Regions from separate parts of the Canis lupus genome. Here region 2 is linked to region 1. Evidence: chromatin contacts called from public Hi-C data. All regions are on one chromosome and are shown on one strand. Each heading gives the region's core, a stretch centred on a gene start, on an enhancer-like site or on the middle of the called end of the contact. The rest is flanking DNA. Distances are from core to core; before and after follow the strand shown. Region 1 holds the start of SMPD4 (sphingomyelin phosphodiesterase 4). Region 2 holds the start of PI4KA (phosphatidylinositol 4-kinase alpha).

Region 1 (3,865 bases), core at 535-3,034:
TCTTTAAAAAAATAGAGAGAGAGAGAAAGAAAAAAATATATCCTCACAACAATCCTGCAACGTCAATACAGATAAAGAAGTAGAGGCAGAGAGGAGGTAAATCACTTGCCCTCACTCAGCTGGTAAATGGCAGGACCGGGCAGCCCGGGTGACTCAGCGGTTTAGAGCCACCTTCAGCCCAGGGCGTGATCCCGGAGACCCGGGATGGAGTCCCACGTCGGGCTCCCTGCATGGGGCCTGCTTCACCCTCTGCCTGTGTCTCTGCCTCTTTCTCTCTCTGTCTCTCATGAATGAATAAATAAATAAAATCTTAAAATAAATAAATAAATGGCAGGGCCAAGATTCTAATGCACAGACCTCCTAAGACAACTCCTACAGAGACAGGTGGGTAAGTCTCCTGAATGTCACCTGTGCTCTGTGAGGATGAATGGAGGGGATGAGCAAGCTCAGTCGTGGGAGGTTGTTTTCTTTTTTTTCTTTCGTGGGAGGTTTTGAAGAAGCCATCAGAAAATTAGGAGCAACTCTCTAGATTCCTATCTCTCTGCCCACCTAGGTCAGAAACTGAAAATAATCCAGATGTGGACTGAACAGAAAGGGAGCCTGAGACTGCTCTGCCCACAGCATGAGTAAGGGCGCTGAGGCGGCAAATGGAAGTGTATGTGGATGAGGAAAGACCAAGTGCAAGGAGGCTGTGAGGCAGTGGAGGAGTTGACAGGAGATGTGCATCTCTGCCTCTTGGCAATAAAAACACCTCCTGGGTTTTTCCAATTCTTAATAGTACTGGCTATCAAATCCAGTTTTAAAGACCTAAGAGGCCTCAGTACTGAACCAGGAGAACACTGCGATTAAAATGACCAAAGCAAAATGATCAGAACAGCATAAGATCCTGGCCTGTTTCCAAGGGCAGAGCTTTGGCCATGCTGAGGTGCGAGGGCCTCCTTGCTCAGAGGCAGCCTGCACTGGCAGCCGCCGAAGGCCTGAGGCCCAGAAGAATCTTTCGGAGGGCGGGCAGCGTCTCCTGCGCCCTGTCCTCTAACCCAGCCGCAGCCAGGCTCCTCCATCACACACCCTTCTCCACTGTGTATCAAGGGTTCCTTTCATCCGCCACTTCACAGCCACTTTCGTCAGTGGCTGCTCCGGATCTTGTTTGGGGTCTCAGAGCCGCAACGCCAATCACACTATGGCCAAGGCCTCCCTCTGGCTGCGCTCTGAGCAGCAGAAGCAGAGCATGCTCCCATTAGCAGCTCACAACTGCCCTGAGAAGGGAGCATCGGGATCTTCATATTACAAATGAAGAAACTGAGGCTCGGAAAGGCCGGCCCACACAGGGAGGAGTCGGGTGAGAATTCACCCCCACGGCGCAATTAACCCGAATCTCTCCTCCCACCAACTCGTTCAACGGACGTTAGCCGAGCACCCACCAGGACCGGGTGTGCGGGGCGCGCGGGAAGGGGGCATGAGCGCGCAGCCGAGCCCCTGGCTCCCCCGCCTGCCGGCCCGGCTCGGGGCACGGACCCCGACGCCCGGCCCGAGGCCTGCGGCTCGAACCGGAAGTGAGATGCTTCGGCGGAGGTCCTGGGGGCGGCCGGCCCGCAAGCGGCTCCCCCCACTCACCTGGGGGACCCATAAAGTCGCTCGCCGAAGGGACGGAGACCTCCATTCGGCTACCCGGCGCCGAAATGTCGTCATCAAGCTGCGCTTGGCGTCACGCCTCCCCCGGCCCAGCGGGAAACGCACCGCGGGCTCCGCGCGCAGCTATCTTAAGAAGGCGCGTGCGCACAGCGGAGGCCGGGTTCATAGGGTTACACCTCCGAGTGCGCGTGCGCGTGCGCGTGCGCAGCGGGGGCAGCCGTCGCTCTTAAAACCCAGCGTTCCCGGGCGGTAGGAGCTGGAAGGAGCGCGCGTGCGCGGAAAGAGAAGCTGTCAAGACGGTCCTGGAGGCGCGCCCCCTATCGGGGAAACGACGCGGGATAATTACACCCCGCAAGGACTGACTTTTCTTCTGACCGGTATTTATCGAGCGCCTACTACATGCCAGGCACTGCGTGGGTGCTGCTGCCCAAGGGAGAATGACCAATGCCGTCTGACCCTGCTTGCCCAGAAACGGGTCTCCGCGGTGCCACAGGATCCCGCACGCCCTACACACACCCCTGTTGTGGGATCACTGAGGACGACCGTGGAGAAGGAATTCTTTTTTTTTTTTTAATTTTTATTTATTTATGATAGTCACACACAGAGAGAGAGAGAGAGAGAGAGGCAGAGACATAGGCAGAGGGAGAAGCAGGCTCCATGCACCGGGAGCCCGACGTGGGATTCGATCTCGGGTCTCCAGGATCACGCCCTGGGCCAAATGCAGGCGCTAAACCGCTGCGCCACCCAGGGATCCCGGAGAAGGAATTCTTGAGACTATTGGTGCAACTTAGTAAGTTCATCGAAGTAGCACAGGGACAGGAGGAGCCGTGGGCAGAAGCTGCTGCACATGTGCTGAATGAGGCTGGCGGTTCTATCGGAGGGGCTGTGCAGGGATTATTAGGTCACAAATGTCTTCTTGGGATTTCTCCTTCTAAAACTACTTTCGCAAGGTTTCTCTGGTGCGTATCATTCAGCTCGGTAGTGACCACCCGTGAGACGTACCGGCAGCCAGGAGACCTTTGAGGATGTAGCAACCGGCCCTTATCTGATCTTTATCAAAGCTATGCAGGCTGTCGTTCAGCCTTCGGGCTAGAGACGAGCATCTTCCTGCTTTTACCCCTCCTCGCCCCGCAGGGAAACGTCTGCGGATGGAGCGGCGGAGCGGGGCGCGGCGGGGAGAGGACTGCGGGCGGGGCCGGCAGGGGGCGCTGCGGGAGCGCCGGGGCGCGGCGGGGAGAGGACGGCGGGCGGGGCCGGCAGGGGGCGCTGCGGGAGCGCCGGGGCGCGGCGGCGGCGGCGGCGGCGGAGCGGCGGGCGCGGCGCGCGCCTCCCCGGGGTCCGGTACATGGCGGCGCCGGGCGCAGGGCCCGGGCCCGGAGCGCCCCCGGGGCTGGAGGCGGCCCTGCAGAAGCTCGCGCTGCGGCGGAAGAAGGTGCTGAGCGCTGAGGAGATGGAGCTGTACGAGCTGGCGCAGGCGGCGGGCGGCGCCATCGACCCCGACGTGTTCAAGTGAGCCCGCGCGGGGGGTGCGCGTCGTCCTCCCCGCCCCGCCCCGCCCCCGCCCCGGCCTCTGGTCTGCAGCGCCCCCCGCCCCTTCCCGGCCCCTGTGCGCGCCCGCAGTGCAGTTGGGGGACCCGAGGGCGGTGGCCGCCCTAGGCCCGCGCGGGGAGGGCTCACAGCCCACCGCCTGTGTTCTCTCCAGGATCCTGGTGGACCTGCTGAAGCTGAACGTGGCGCCCCTCGCCGTCTTCCAGATGCTCAAGTCCATGTGTGCTGGCCAGAGGCTGGCGGGCGAGCCCCAGGACCCCGCGGCCGTGTCTCTGCCCACATCCAGCGTGCCCGAGACCCGAGGTCAGAGCCGGGCCCCGCGCTCCCCGCCCCTGTGGCTCGGCGGGGGGCGGCGGGGGAAGGGAGTGGGCAGCGCGGGACACGAGGCAGGCTTGGCCCTGAGCGGCAGGGCGCTACTGTGGGTCTTCTCCCAGCACCTGCAGGGACCATCCAAGGGCTCCATTCTTGGTTTCCAGTCCCCAGCTTTGGCTTCGTTGCTACCCTTCACAGTGCCCGTGTGCGAATCCAGATCAGGTGGATGCAAAATGGGTGCCCAGGGTGCCCAGGCGGGCTAGGGCTCATCTAGGATTGCGGCTGCCGCGCTGGGTAGAAGTGCTTTCGTTCCACAAAGACAGGAGCAAGGTGGTGTTGGTTCCTGTTCTCATGGTGTGTACAAGCCTCCTGG
Region 2 (4,224 bases), core at 940-3,439, 210 kb after region 1:
GTGGGCCAGTGTCTTTGCACTGCTCCTCTCTGCCCTATGAACAACCTTCTTACCTTTCTTCCTTTCCCTTCTCCTCACTCCTGTCTAAATCTTAGCCTTAAAAGCCAGATTTGAGTTTATCCTAGGCCATGACACCCTACTTTTATCATTCTGATTTCCCATTTCATTTGCTGTTTCTTTTTCTATGATTTTATTTATTTATTCATGAGAGAAACAGGGAAAGAGAAAGAGAAAGAGGCAGAGACACAGGCAGAGGGAGAAGCAGGCTCCCTGTGGGGAGCCCGATGTGGGACTCAATACCAGGATCACGCCCTGAGCCGAAGGCAGACGCTCAACCACTGAGCCACTCAGAGGCGTCCCTGTTCTGTTTCCAGAGATGTCCCTTCAAACAGTTCTTTTTTTTTTTCCCTTCAAACAGTTCTTACTTGGCTTCCTTGGACCTGGGACCCCTCCAGTACTCCAGTAACTCCTCTACTACTTACTTCCCCTAAGATCTTAGGTAATCCTCCCAAACCTTAATCAACACTTGCCATTCAGGAATCCAGTAGATATGAGCTCTAAGAACTACAGCTAAACTTCCTTAAGGAAGCCAAAGACAGGAAAATGGGCCAATGAGGGATACTGTAACAGGAGAGGTGCAGAAGGAAAATAGCCAAGAAAGTGGCAAGGGGGGAAATGACCCAGGTGACTATTTGAGAAATTAATCCACATATTCAAACTGCCCAAGACTGGAAGTGATCAGGTCAGAAAGAACTCTGCCAGAGAAAAGAGTTACAAAGAGACCCATGGAAGAAAACAACACTTCAGCTTCCACTAAGTTTCAAAGCTACAAATGCTGTAGATTAACGTTAGCTGAGCTAATCGATAACCTACTATTACATTTTTAAGAACTTAAATAAAAATGCCCATACCAAACCATTTCATTAGTAGGCTGAGGAAAAAATGTGGTGCCTAAGAAAGAACCATTCTCACTCAGGGTCCCTGAAATCTCCCACGGGTGGAAAGACGAACTGACAAAGGTGAAGTGGAGAAACGGATAGTCACAGATCACACACTGTCTGGGACATCTCCCTTTGGATTTGGTTAAGTAAATGTAAGGCCCTAGCCTCGATCACACTTGCGCTACGGCTTACTGAGCAGCTGCCCACAGACCTCATCACCTCTGCGGGTGAGGCGGAGCAGTGGTCAGCGCTAGGGGAGGACCTAAGGCTCATCTGCTCCGACGCCTTCCACAGCAGCACCCACTCTGGGTCACTCGAGGAGTAATGGTGAAACCCCTGGATCTGGAATCCTGCGCAGGCAATTATATGAAAGAACCTGACGCTCAATCTCTCTAGCCCGAGCTCTGCTGTAACTAAGAAAGATTACTGGGGGCAAACTGCCTCTTTGGAGTATTCAAGATACCCACCTCTTGGTACGACTAAAGTTCCTTGAGCGCGTGTGACAATTCAGAGCGGCCGGGCCGCCCTGTTCTGCTGCAGACTCACCTCGGAAGACGCGACGCCGACCTTCTCGGACTCGTACATGAGGGACAGGGACCTCTCGGTGCTGGCGGCTGTGGCCTGGGCCACGCGCATCACCTCCTGCCGCAGATACTGCTGCCTGTCCGCGGGCGTGCAGGGCCCGTCGGCGACGTCGCGGTCGTCCTTCCACCGGGCCGGCCGGGCGCCCTCATCCTCCGCATCGTCGTCGAACGGGTTGTAGCTCTTGGGGTAGGCCGACATGGTGCCGGCGCTCGTCTCGGTCTGGGCAGGAGGAGGAGGTGTGCGGCCAAGGCGGGGAACGGCCTTTCTGGGCCCGCAGGGGTCCAGGCGGTCCTCCCGGGACCCTCGGGGAGCGCCCACAGCGCGGCAGCCCCGCGGTTCCGCCGCTCGCCGTCCAGCGCCGCGCGCCCCCGCCCCACCCGCCCAGGTCGCGGAGCGAGCTCCTTCCGCCTGGCGTGCGCGGGAAGCCCCGCCTCCGGAGCTGACCATCTTGCCCGGCGGCTTGGGGGGGGCCACGCCCCGTGCGCGCGGCCGCGGCCGACCGCTCGGCTTCTCTCTCCCCTCCCGCGGTGGGACCGCCCCGCGGCCACGCCCCACTCGGTGTCGACAACAGAGGTCACGTGGCGGGGAAGGCGGATGCCGCCGCGCCTGCGCCGTGGGCTGTGGCGCTCGCAGGCCGGGTGCGAGGAGCCCGCGGGCAGCGCCGCCGCGCGCGCGATGATGGCGGCTGCCGCGGCCCGGGGAGGGGGCGGCGGCAGCTCCGGCGGCGGCGGCGGCTCCAGCTCCGGCTCCAGCTCCTCGAGGGGCTTCTACTTCAACACGGTCCTGTCGTTGGCCCGCTCCCTGGCCGTGCAGAGACCGGCGTCTTTGGAGAAGGTAGCCTTGGCCGCCCGGGCCTCGGGCTGACAGGAGAAGGGGGTTCGGGGCGGCAAAGCGGGTGATCGGCGGGGCGAGGGTCTGTGGGAGGCTGAACAGGGCTCGCCAGCTGCCTGTGACAGGACGGGGGGTGGTGAGGAGGCCCGTGGGTGGAGATCGCCGGTGAAGAGAGAGGTGGGTAACGGGGTGGTTTGGGCAAGGAGTGCGCAGGGCAGACGGGGACTTGGCGGGTCGGTGGCGCGAGAGGGACCTGAGCCACAGGCCGGGGTTTGAGCCAAGGAGGCACCTTGTGACATCGCAGGGGCGGGGGCGGCAGGCAGGGAGAAGCTGTGGGAAGAGCAAAGGACCAGAGTCGAACCCTAGGGGCTCAGCTCCCGACTTCCTCTGCTGCTTATTCCGTGACCTTGGAGAGATGCTGTTCTCGTAAAGGGGGGTGGGGGGCGAGGAGGGGGGTGCTTACCTGCTTTGCCCGCCTCACGCTGCTGTGAAGGGAGGATGAAACAGTACATCTGAAAGAGCTTCTGAAATGCAGATCGGCGCGTTGTCTTTCTGTGAGTCTAGAGGGGGCATTAGACTGGTAGGAGATGGTGTTTTGAAGAGGGATGGTGGCAGCGAGGAGGAATGAAGTGTCAGCGGGCAGAGGATTGAATTCAGGATTGCTTCAGAGGAGGAAGGCGAATTGATGCCGGGGGGACTTTCTTTGCCTCGGGAGAAAGGTGAAAGGAAACTCAAAGGTGTGCCTCCACTGGTGGAAAGAACCCAGATTTTAGAGTCAGACCTGTTTGTTCCCCGCACTTTCTCTCTTGGTCCTCCCATAATATAACTTGGGCAAGTTATTTCAACTCTGAGAGCCTGTTTCCTTATGGGTGAAATGCAGTGGTTCTTGAGGAGTAAACGAATTCAAGCATAAAGGGCCTTCCGTAGAGTGGGTGAGCAGTAAACATCAGCTTTCCTCCCCAACCAACCTGTGATGAGATTAATTATGGGGTGTTAGGACTGAAGGGGTGGTATTCATTTTTTCCTTTCTCTTTTTTAAAATTAAGATTTAGGGGATCCCTGGGTGGCTTGGCGGTTTAGCGCCGCCTTTGGCCCAGGAGGTGGTCCTGGAGTCACGGGATCGAGTCCCACATCAGGCTCCCTGCATGGAGCCTGCTTCTCCCTCTGCCTGTGTCTCTGCCTCTCTCTCTCTCTCTCTCTCTCATGAATACATAAATAAAATCTTAAAAAAAATAAAATTAAGATTTATTTATTAGAGAGAGGGAGAGAGAGAGCATATGCATGATCTGGAGGGGTAGAGGGAGAAGGTTAGAGAGTTTTAGGTGGACTGCGGACTTCAGAGCTGGGCTGGATTTCATGACCCTGAGATCAGGACCCCAGCTGAAACCAAGAGCTGGCTGCTGGATCAGCTGTGTCACCGAGACACCCTATGCGATGTTTTTTGTTTTTTGTTTTTTTCCGATGCAGCTTTCTGGCAGGTACAAAGAGATCTGTCGTCTAAGAGTAGGAGAAAAGTGGTAGAGACTGGAGACCCATCTGCTGCAGTTGAGAGTCGTTTTGTGGCCCTGGTGAGGGTGAGGCTGAAATGCTGTATTAGGCTCTCTGCATAGTGTCCTTGGCTTTGTGGGTTCTTAAATCTGATTTCTAACTTACCTGTAGGGTGAACAGGTCCTGGGAGATTGATGCCAACTTGACTTCTAATTGAAGGAGGAATTCAGGAGAAAGTACATGAGTTCTAGAGATATGAATACCTGAATTTAAATCCCGTATCATTTGCTTATATTAGTGTGATTCTGGGTAGGTGAGTTCCCCAATCTGAACTTTGCTTTCTTCTGCAAAATACATGAACAGTATGTGTTAAGAGGTT

The links. A called contact is a pair of places that touch in the nucleus more often than the background predicts.
Region 2: a Hi-C map of blood shows a contact between it and region 1, with 2.5 times the contacts expected there. The contact joins the promoter of PI4KA here to the promoter of SMPD4 in region 1. A contact is called at or near these places in 2 of 9 Hi-C or Micro-C datasets (both in blood).

Annotation. Positions count from the first base shown.
Region 1 is chr26:30,585,640-30,589,504 of UU_Cfam_GSD_1.0, forward strand. SMPD4 (sphingomyelin phosphodiesterase 4) reads right to left here and starts at 1,785. Exons shown (of 19, transcript XM_038575947.1): 1 at 1,615-1,785. The coding sequence starts at 1,689. It overlaps MZT2B (mitotic-spindle organizing protein 2B), which reads left to right and starts at 2,940. Exons shown (of 3, transcript XM_038575956.1): 1 at 2,940-3,141; 2 at 3,335-3,483. The coding sequence starts at 2,978.
Region 2 is chr26:30,796,799-30,801,022 of UU_Cfam_GSD_1.0, forward strand. PI4KA (phosphatidylinositol 4-kinase alpha) reads left to right here and starts at 2,190. Exons shown (of 57, transcript XM_038575976.1): 1 at 2,190-2,360. The coding sequence starts at 2,202. It overlaps SNAP29 (synaptosomal-associated protein 29), which reads right to left and starts at 1,902. Exons shown (of 5, transcript XM_038575974.1): 1 at 1,488-1,902. The coding sequence starts at 1,724.